2 separate regions of the Bombyx mori genome follow, and region 2 is linked to region 1. Evidence: chromatin contacts called from public Hi-C data. All regions are on one chromosome and are shown on one strand. Each heading gives the region's core, a stretch centred on a gene start, on an enhancer-like site or on the middle of the called end of the contact. The rest is flanking DNA. Distances are from core to core; before and after follow the strand shown. Region 1 overlaps LOC101735802 (nuclear factor of activated T-cells 5). Region 2 holds the start of LOC101735802 (nuclear factor of activated T-cells 5).

Region 1 (5,374 bases), core at 2,732-5,231:
TAGTTTGGCCGCGTCGGCAGGCAACATTGCCGCGGTGGCCTTCATAGCGTCCTCGACTAGCGCCTCCATCTGTGCGTTCTGTTGCGATATCGCCGAGGAGGTTTCCATCTCGAGCTTGGTCATATTTCCAAAGGGGTTGAATCTCTCTTCGGCTCGGCCGGATGTCATCTGGTTGTAGACCATGAGTCGTTGCTCGTTAGCGGTCTGCAGCACGGTCGACTGCATCGCAGTATCCGTGATCATTAGCTCGGGGTTGAGGACCTTCAATTCGGTTCCTAAAGGATCCATGTTGTTTTTAGAAGAGATGAGATGCCTCATTGATTCCATAGTGGACATTGGTAACATCTGCGGGTATATCGGACCGGAGTTTTCGTCAGTGTTGAACAAGGCCGCGGTGACGGACTCTACCATCTTGTCGGTCTGAGCCTGGGTCTGGATGGCTTGCAGTTGCTGGGTAAACGAAACGATAGAGGTCGGCGACTCTCCCTGGCTGGGGGTGGCCGGCGACAATTTCATCGAGTCATAACTGCTCACGAAGCTCATCTAATTTAACAAGGAAACAAAATTTTCATCGTTAGCTTTAAGTAATTACACGAAACAGTTTAGTTTCGATTTGGAATATTACGATGCGGTTACCTGGGCCTGTGCGTCGAGCGACATATTCTCAGACTTGAGTCTCAGATCGACGACCTTCAGATCGTCACTAATGTTACCGGTGGAGGTCTTTTCAGGTCCCTCAGGCCCACAGGAAGCGTCTGTGTGATCGACCACGGAGTGCTGGCTGGTCTCGTCCATCACCTGGTAACGGAAATCACCAGCGTATAACAATCAGATTGCGTAATTACTGATGGGAGGACGTCCTGTGAGTCCGCGCAGGTAGGTACCACCACCATGCCTATTTCTGCCATGAAGCAGTAATGTGTTTTGGTTTGAAGAGTGGGGCAGCTGTTTTACTGCTAAAACTGAGACCTTACAAGTCATGACTCAAGGTAGGTGGCGGCATTTACGTTTTAGATGTGTGTGGGTTCCGGTAACTACTTAATGTCAGGTGGGCCGTGAGTTCGTCCACATACCTAAGCAAAAAAAGGATCAGAGCTACACGAAACTATTACCCAAAGAGCCTCCACTTAAAACACGTTGTCATGTGTTTCGGATCGGGTGGTTTATAGATAGGGTAACGCAAAAAATACATAGAAAAAATTAGCACATCTAATAAGCATTCTCGAAGTAGCTTTCTTCTTTTTAATCGTTTCACTATAGGTAAAGCTAGGGGTAATAGCAAGGAGTAGCTAAAGCGCTAATGCACCTGTATTGCCAAAATTTACCTTTCGATTTCAATGGCCTATCTAATTCAGCTATATGTTACTTGCTCAGATGCCTTTTATAGAATACAGTCGACTCTCGTTAATTCGAAACTCGAGAGACACATAAAACATTACGAATTATCGAGTGTTTAAAATATCAAATGGTTCGAAATTTGTCAAGAGAAAATAAAGCTGTCGCGTTGTGGTAATTGAGCGTGCACTGTATTTTTGGTATGAGATATTTATTGTACCTTTATATGACAAATTAACGACTTAATATAAGAGAGACTATAAAATTTAGGCATTGCTCTTGGCGACTGGATTTGTAAAGAGATTGGTGTCATGGCGGATGTCACGCGCTGACATTTTTGCGTTCGGAAACTGAACACAGTCCTTGTATGAACTATTTACCTCACTCTTGAGTCCGAGAGGCGAGTGTGGGTCTGGCAGGATGACGGAGGGTCTGCGCACGGGCAGGGCGGGCGGCGGCATCGCGCCCCACATGAGCACCGGCCGCGCCTCCTCGCCACCTGTTGCACGCAACACAAAGCTGTAACCCATGTTCCCAAGTGTGGCAGCCCTAACTCCGTGCTTGTGCCTCACCAGCGTACCTCCACTTAGGATTTAGGTGCTTGAGCATTTCCAATTTATTTTTTTTCAATTTTATTTTTTTCAATTTTAGTTTTTGTAATACGTCTTCTTAATAATAATAATGATTGACATTGTTCAATTACATGAAACCCTTTGGTTTCACATGACAATGATTTGATTTGGTTTAAATTTGATTTTTTGAATCGCGTTGGAAAATCAATCATTAACTATAAAACGAAGACAATATTATAACTGCATCATAATGTATAATTATTCTGTACATTATTGTATTTAATCGGAAAAAAATATATCTGAAATCAGAAACCCTAAGTCAAATATAAAAACATAGATGAAATGAAAAATTATTGTAGTTAAAACAATATGAATACAACCATGCCTTAATTTATGTCAAGAACAGTTTTTTTATAATCCATTGGCATTTACAATTTTTATAATTCTTTACCAATGATTGACACTCTAATGTTATTTGTAGAATCATTGACACTGAAACATAATTATTAGCCCTGTAAATTGTAACTTGTATTAATGCAGTAGCTAATTTCTAGCTCTTCTGCTTTATAGTTTAAAAAAAAAACCTTTCTTCATTTGTAATTGATATTGTTGCTTTTCCATTTTACACCTTGTAAAATAGAATAAGGACCAAGATAACATAAAATTCAATGTTGTCTTTAAATAAATAAATTCTTAAATAAATTATTACCGATATAAATAAATTGGAACAAACTCTTTATTTTTTGAATTTTTAAGGCAAAATGCCAAACTCTATTCTGTTATTATTTAAAGTTTTTTTCAATTTAATCGTGTCACTCATTTTAAAGGAAATTTTAGAATTTTTTTGTATTTACAGTTCGCAGTAAAATCGATTGAAGTTTAAAACTGTACGGTTCATGTTTGTTAGGCAACCTTAGAAAGCACCTTAAGTGGAGATACGCTTCCAAGGGGGTTCAAATAGAGTGAAGCACGATTAATTTCTAGCTAGATGTTGGGAGGTTATGTGCAGTTTCAACCTGGAATCGATGTGTTGTGTCGGTGGGTAGTTATATAGCTCTCTGTAAAAGTGGATTATTGTTTTTTTTTTTAACTACAATTTTATGAATAAAATTTGAATTTGTATTTTTATTTATTCACAAAGACCCACCCGGGAAAGTTACAAAAATTGTATTTTATTTCAAAGATATTCTTGTATTTCACATTTGGCTTCAATAAAAACCCGTTCAGCCACATCTGACGAAGGGTATTTATTATTATTAATTATTTTGACACCTTTGGGCACCGTCAAACTAGGCGTTATTTTTTTAAAACAGGTAAACATATTTTTTTTGTGGTAAATATGAAATCAATTTTCTTTAGATATCCATTATTTATTTTTAATTTAAGCTTACTAAAATTTATAAAATTAAAAAATTTGGTTTATTTATAAAATTATACACTGAAGTGCTTTTGTCGATTTATTATGAAAATATCCAAATTAAACGGGATAATCGAAATTTACTTTTTGTTAAAAAAATGCTTTTCTCTTTGATGCTGTGTTGTTTTTATTGTAAAGATAAGATGAGTGTAATTGCGTGAGTATGTTGCACTGTCGAATGTATATGTGATCAAAACTTATTTTATAAATACATTATGAATACACGTATTTTTTAAAACAATTGATATTCAATGTCACGTTTTTTTAAAAATATAACTCAATATTATGTAAGACAATCAACAAAAAATTACTTTTATGTAATATGACAGTTTTTTTTTACTTTAGTAGAATACAAGTGAAGCTAGATATATATTTTGTTGTATTAGTGTTATCGACAGTGCGTCGGTGTGTAGTGCGTCGGTGTGTAGTGTGTCGGTGCGTAGCGTGTCGGTGTGCAGTGTGTCGGTGTGTAGTTTGTCGTATTGAAGTGTGTCGGTGTGTAGTTTGTCGGCTTGAAGTGTGACGGTGTGTAGTTTGTCGGCTTGTAGTGTGTCGGTGTGCAGTTTGTCGGCTTGAAGTGTGTCGGTGTGTAGTTTGGCGGCTTGAAGTGTGTTGGTATGTAGTTTATCGGCTTGTAGTGTGTCGTTGTGTAGTTTGTCGGCTTGTAGTGTGTCGGTGTGTAGTATGTCGGCTTGAAGTGTGTGGGTGTGTAGTTGGTCGGCTTGAAGTGTGTCGGTGTGTAGTTTGTCGGCTTGTAGTGTGTCGGTGCGTAGTGTGCGTATGCGTGCGTGTCAATACCGTGCTGGCGCGGGTCAGCGGGCAGCGGCGGCGCTCGGCTGTGGTCGCTACCTAGACAGACCTAGCTTGAACAAAAAGGAAAAAAAGAGAGAGTACGCCGTTTACGCATCAGTCATTTCTTCCAAAAACTTGTTGCTCATAAATATATATATTGATATGTAACTTATTTAAAATAAAAATAAAGAAAATCATGCAGACACTACAACCATTGAAAGCATTGCGCGGGTGCCGTCAACCAAAGCTTGTATGTATATATTTATTGTTAGTTAACTAATATGCTGTGTTTAAAACATAGAATGCACATTCGAACTGGACAACATGTCATGCTATTAACAGGATCGATTCGGTTGAAATCAATCTGTTGTTATGTAATAATGAACTCTATGATACAATTGAGATAAGTGTTAATTTCGCAACATTAAATCGATCTTGATATAAACCAGTGTTAATGCGCAGGACGAGCAGCAGTTCATCGCTTCTCTATAGATTTAAAAAAAGCTGTGATGAAACGACCAAAATATTTCTTTTAAATATGTGTTAGTGTAAAATTAGCACTTATTTTTACAACATCAGCGAGATTGAGAAAGTTCATGTTTTTTTTTCTGTTCATAAAATTAATAAATTCGGTTACATTAATGTCTCAATGTCGCTAATTAAGGTGAAAAGCAAAAAAGTGATGAAAAATGAAGCCAAAATTGTTCAACAATGCTATTTGAATGTTCGACCATAGACAAAGAAAATTTGAATTATTTATCTTCTATATACTTTTTTGTTACTACTTAATCTATGATTGTACTGTAGTGCAAGCTATTTTTGTATAAATAACATTGGCTTACGTATGACGTTTGGCCTCACGGTAAGCTACGACATTTAGATGAATAAATACACCAATCAAACATCCGGGCACCGTATCATCAGCAATTTTGTATTCCATCGGCACATGGAGAAGCGGACATCTTAGTTCACATGCTCTTCACTAACATGTTCGTGAGGGTAACAATGACATTTAGAGAAGCGTCTGTCGTTTCCGTTTCTATAAATTAAAAATCGAACTAAGACTTGAAAATAAACATGGCCGTTCGTTTGACGTTGACACATGTCATTTGGTGACACGATTTAATTATTTTTTTTGGATTTTATGTCCTGGTAACGGGACCTTTAAGCCATAACACGATTTAAAAAATTTGGAAAAACAAAAACGGAGACGAATCTCGCAACACCGACATGGTGTCCCCGGTGACGGGCGGACAGT
Region 2 (5,643 bases), core at 1,007-3,506, 110 kb after region 1:
CTCTCTCTATCTCCTAGTCACATGCATCTCCTCTCTATTTTTTTGTAGCCTAATATTTGTGTTTATTTTATAATTTTTAAACCTATTAATATTTATTGTAAAAAGTTACAATTTTTATTTTATTCCATGATTTACAGGCAAGAAAGAATGTAAATACCTATGCGACGTTTAATTGTACTGAAAAAAATAATAGGAATACCAATTTTATAAATTTCAATGCAGCTTTATATATATTATTCTAAAATTAAAACAAACCTGTGGGGTTAGCCTGATAAGTTAAAAGAAATCTAAAATAAGTGTTAAAAAAAAACATGCAATGTTCTTATTTCAAATCTGGACTTGTCATTTCAACAATTAGATTGTTCAATCAACACTATTCAACACAGTTGTATTGAACATTTTCTGACCTTACCTCTGGTGCCGCTCGCATGATTTCCCGGTGTTCCGTTTTCTTTGATTGGCCGCCCGTCCGCAGTACATTTTAAAAGCATTTTGATGATCACTTTTTACGTCTCATTAGACATTTCCTTCAATATTATTGTTACCTCGAACCAAAACAAGCACGACAGTATCAATGTAGTTGTTTTCTCTATACCGCCAACTGATTGGTAGTTCAAAGTGACGTCAAAAGTCAAATTGAAATAATCGAGTGGAATAGACACTTCAACTGTTTTAATTGTAAGTTTAATTGGAACACAAGTTGATTAGTTGATATAACACTAATTTACACAATAGCTATGTTTATATTACTAAAAAGCACTGATAAATTTAACGCAAACCACTCGTTTGATAACACCACTAAACACAACAATCAACCCAGCAAGAAGGGAACGACACGACTGAAATGAAAGTTGCTACGAAACGAACGTACGGTCAGCCGTGTTTTGATTGATACAGGCAGGCAACTGGCAAGTAATGCAACGAAAATGAATGAAATAAACATGAAGTTCGTCAAGATGTGAATTTCGTAGACAGAACAGTAATTTTGTTAGGGTTGGCATTCAGTCTCTTGGAATAAAATCCCTTAAACAAACACTTTTTTAATACGCTTTTATTATTTATATTATTTGCTTCTCTGAAGTTTTAGATATCACTAGTAGGATTGACGTTGACATTTAATTGTAGGCATTATTTAGATTACGAATATTGCAGACTGTTGTGATGACTGCTAGTTTCAGAGCTAAATAAAAAATTCCGTGTTTAAAATTTTTATTAAACAAATTTTATAAACCAAGTTATATACATTAATTTTTAATAAGTGTAGATATTATATTTTTTGTTACGTAGTGACAAATCACCATTTTGAATTTCATATTTCTTAAAATTACTCATTGTATTTTTACTTTTCTAATTTCAAGATACTGTTAACTATTGCACTGTCGATTGCATCTATAATTGAGGTGACACCTGTCATGTACTTATTGTCAATTTGTCAATGTTTTGTATTCATGATCACTTTGTTGGTACAACTAAATAAATCAATTAATTAAATACTACTATCGTCAACCGACATTTAGTGCTGGTATAGCATTGTAAGGCTGCACGGATTGCTACCACTATCCTGGCGACTTTAGCAAAGAAGCAGCTTCCTGGTTTGAAAGGTGCGATAGCTTTTATTCACGGCAACTTGGACTTTGCCCTCGTGCCTCAAGGTGAGAGGCGGGATTCATTCATTGTGATTTTTATGTGCTTAGGTAACCATTTTAAACTAGATTTGAGGTAGGCTGTGAGGTAGTTCATCAAAGCACGGTTTTTTCAACACAATTCTGTAACGCTTTGGCCGTAACTTGCGGACAGAGTGTGCCAACCATCGATATATTACCATCGTGGTAATATATCGATGGTCCCAACTAATAAAGTTACAAGTGGTCTTTTCCGTCATTTCGCTATTGCGTTCTTGAATAAACAAGCGAGCTTTTTGCATAGATCTCATAGCTTTTGTTTTAATGTAACATAAATGAGAAGCTATATGTAGTAAAAATAAAATACATGTTTACACCAACCAGATTTTTTTTTACTAAAAAATTACTTCCAATGGTGACAACCTTAATTTTTTTAATCTATTTCATCTCACTCACACGTTAAATTAAATACATAGTCCTTCACTGCTTATTTAATTCCTCAAAATAGATAAGCTGCATTATTTTTTTCAAACTAATTTTGTGTAACTAATGAAAAAAGTAGGGAAAATAAAACATGTCATACAATTACTTTTTTAACAAAAGCAATAACAACAATGTGAGAAAGATACAGACAGAAAGAAGTGTTTTGCAATGTTGGCCAACGCAAGTGAGTTAGAGATAGGTAAATTTGCAAAATCGATATTTGGAAGTGGTAGAGAAACTTTTGACTAACATTGGAAATTTTTAATAAATTTTTGCATTTTAGTTTTTCTTTTTTTAATGACTAACTTAAAATACAATTAAATATACATGCATTATAAAATTTATTAAAACAAATAATTAATTAATTTAAAAACAATCAAAGATACATTAAGCAATACTTCTAGTACATACATAAGACTTCTAGACAATTTCACTATTTCAATTTTATTTAGGTCGGTACTAATATATCATAGTTCAGTTAGAAAAAATAAACTCGATAGCACTGCAAGCTCTGTCTTTTCTTCTTTTTTACCAATCAAGATAATGGAATCAGGTCCAATAAGAAACTGTCTTCCACATTGCCACTTGGATCTGTCAAGACCAACTGAATTATTCAGTTACTATTCAGTTTTGGTAACTTATTTGATCTGATTCAAATAATAATTCGCCATTAGAGAGCTTTCCTTAATATATAGTTATCTTATACTCAATCGTTGTACAAAGTTACGAGACTAGTTTAGAGATGTATGTTACGACAATTTTTACTGACTTTTAAGAAGGGCATTTAAGTTTACAATTTACTTAATAAAAGTACATAAATCTTAGGTAACTAATAGCCACAGAAAATATTGCATTATTACAAGTACGAAAAATATTATTCTGTTCTTCAAGTGTGCAAATATTCGTAATAATTTTATAATCACTTTGAAAGGGATGAAATTGGATTACATAAACTTGTAATATCTAAATAAATCTAAAATTTTGAAACTGCGACCGTATTAGAACCCGATGATAAGGAGCAAAAAACCGAGACGATCGGATGATCTGAAAAGTTTTATCAGAACACACAGAGGACTTTGGATATGCACAGATTGAATCCAAGCTCTTTCGTAGACTTAAGGGTTCCATACGATCTATGAGAACAACTTTCTTTGTACAGTTAACTGAGAATAAAGGAGAAGATAGCAGAACTACACGCCGTCATGAGTAATAACCACTTAATAACACACATTCAAGTGACATTAGCCTTCTATCTCTTGTAAAACTACATTAATGTTCCCTACATCACATTCCCAACCTGGAAAAAATCAATAGACTATGTACTAGAACTTCTTGGGTTGCTCGAAAAGTTTCTATATCGCCATTTACTGGCAGGGCTAGTTAGATTTTACAACAATAATCTTCAAATAGGATGCCCGTAATCCGATTGCCATAACGAAAAAGGATAAACTAATTTAAAATTTAAAAAATCATGTAAATTTGAAATAGCTTTGCATTAATAGGTACTTAGGAAAACTATCGCTGTAGTTATTGACAATATGACAAATTTTTTTTAAGTTGGACAATAATAATTCCTCCAAATCATTCGACCGAATAGGAAATCGAATGATTCGATTGTCACTTTTCGTTACTGACTCAATAAGCGGCGCCATATATATTTTGAACGCGCCATTTTGGGAGCTTGATAGCAGCGACGCTTACGTGAATTCTCGTGATTTTGTGAAAAAGTGCCGCTCTTTCTTAGCACAGCATGGGTAAAAAAGAGAAGAAAACGGAGACCAGTGAAGCATCGAGCGAGGAAGAATATGTCGTGGAGAAAGTTCTTAACAAACGTACAGTCAAAGGAAAGGTCGGAATATTAACTAAGTTTATTTTGAAGTACACATTCCACGATATTAATATGGAAAGATTCTAAAGTTTTATTAATTTCGGTTACCATTGATGTTAATTTTAAGTGAAATGAAATTTAATGAACATGGTTTTACCCGTTTGTTTTGATAACCAATTCGCGGTAACCTTAGTGCTTAATGCTAAGTACACTAGCTATTCGCAGCGGTTCGGACGCTCAGGTTCTCATCTTGTTAATTTATACAAAAAGCGAGGATAGTTATGTTGATCATGTTTTTGTACCCAAACAAGGTTTCATGTCAGGTCTTAAATTTGAATTGATTGGTGTATTCGGTTTTTTAATTTGCTATTTTCATTTTAGATCCAATATTTATTGAAATGGAAAGGCTATAAGGAGGAAGAGAGTACTTGGGAGCCTGTTGAAAACTTAGACTGTGAGGAACTGATTAAAACTTTTGAAGAAAATAGGAAAGAAAAAGAGGTATAGTCAAAATTCGTAGTAGTGGGGAATATATGTAACTGTGTCTCGAACAATTTATTGAAATTATTCACTTAACTCGATTTTCAGTGTTAGTTAAAAATGGAATCATATAATTTATAAAATCATACTTCTCTTACTATTGAGGAGCTGCGTAATGACTTTGATCTTTAAGCATATTTTGGGTCACTAAATTCCAACAGTTTTAAATAAGCAATACTTGCAATGTCATAATTAAAACAAGAAATAGAAATTTCATCTATTAATGGTCCTATAATTGTGTGTGTGAATGGTTTTGGTTGAAACAAGTGATTTCACTACTCTTGGCTTTAGCCAATTGATTAATTTTGATACTCACAAATAATTTCGAATCTTTTGTTTTAATTTGCGTTTTACATAATAATATATTAACTTACATGTTGCCTTTCCAGAAATCTTCAAAAAAACCTGAGGACCGTGCTAAGAAGCGAGTCCGTGAATCAAGTGAGGAGACCAGTTCTGGTAGGAAAGGTCGGGGGGCAAGTGTTTCGTCGGCTGACGAACCAAAAGAGAGCAAAAGGGAAAGAAAGGAAGAAAAAAGCAAAACTGGCTTTGATAAAGGACTCAAAGCTGAGAAAATTATAGGTATAATATTTACTCAGACATTGCTGGGCATTCAAAGAGAAAAAAGTATAGTATTTATAGAGTAGTTGACAGTTATACGGAAAACATTAAATGTGCTGAAGTTTTATAATATACAGTAATCATAAAATTTCCTATAACACCGTAGATTGGTTCCGCATTATAGGAAAAGTGCTGTAGGAATATTCTTGTACAACAAGTTTGTACACAATAAAATATAACCAATTTTTTTACAATTCAAAGAGGTTGAACATTAACTTAATAAATGAACTTAATTTAATTTTATAACAACACAATGTGCAAATTTCACAGTACAACAGAAGTATAATGTGTTAAATCCCTGCATTATATGGGGTAATACTCGTGTTATATGAGGGACTGAAATCGCCTAATATAACATAATACATTAATACACTAATGTAATACATTATAACAGTAATGTGTTATAAAGGGATCACTGTATTATCTAATTAATATGCATAAGGCATATTATGGCATGTAGAATCCAACATTTCCTTTATTTTACAGTTATAGAGAAATATATTTTACTGAAATAAAAAAAAGTATATGTAAATTTCAGGCGCTTCAGAT

The links. A called contact is a pair of places that touch in the nucleus more often than the background predicts.
Region 2: a contact with region 1 is called in a Hi-C map of midgut, with 1.7 times the contacts expected there. The contact joins the promoter of LOC101735802 here to the enhancer-like site in region 1. A contact is called at or near these places in 2 of 7 Hi-C or Micro-C datasets (midgut and whole pupa).

Annotation. Positions count from the first base shown.
Region 1 is chr4:1,410,385-1,415,758 of ASM3026992v2, forward strand. It overlaps LOC101735802 (nuclear factor of activated T-cells 5), which reads right to left. Exons shown (of 14, transcript XM_021349948.3): 10 at 4,123-4,173; 11 at 1,716-1,834; 12 at 637-798; 13 at 1-543. Among protein-coding and RNA genes, the nearest start is that of LOC732901, 16 kb to the left of the region's middle. Within about 2 kb of position 3,982, at least 5 of the 8 cell types and tissues checked have open chromatin away from gene starts, as enhancers often do.
Region 2 is chr4:1,525,511-1,531,153 of ASM3026992v2, forward strand. It overlaps LOC101735802 (nuclear factor of activated T-cells 5), which reads right to left and starts at 2,257. Exons shown (of 14, transcript XM_021349948.3): 1 at 413-2,257. The coding sequence starts at 491. It overlaps LOC733127 (chromobox-like protein 5), which reads left to right and starts at 3,778. Exons shown (of 5, transcript NM_001047074.1): 1 at 3,778-3,954; 2 at 4,315-4,434; 3 at 4,863-5,055; 4 at 5,633-5,643. The coding sequence starts at 3,856.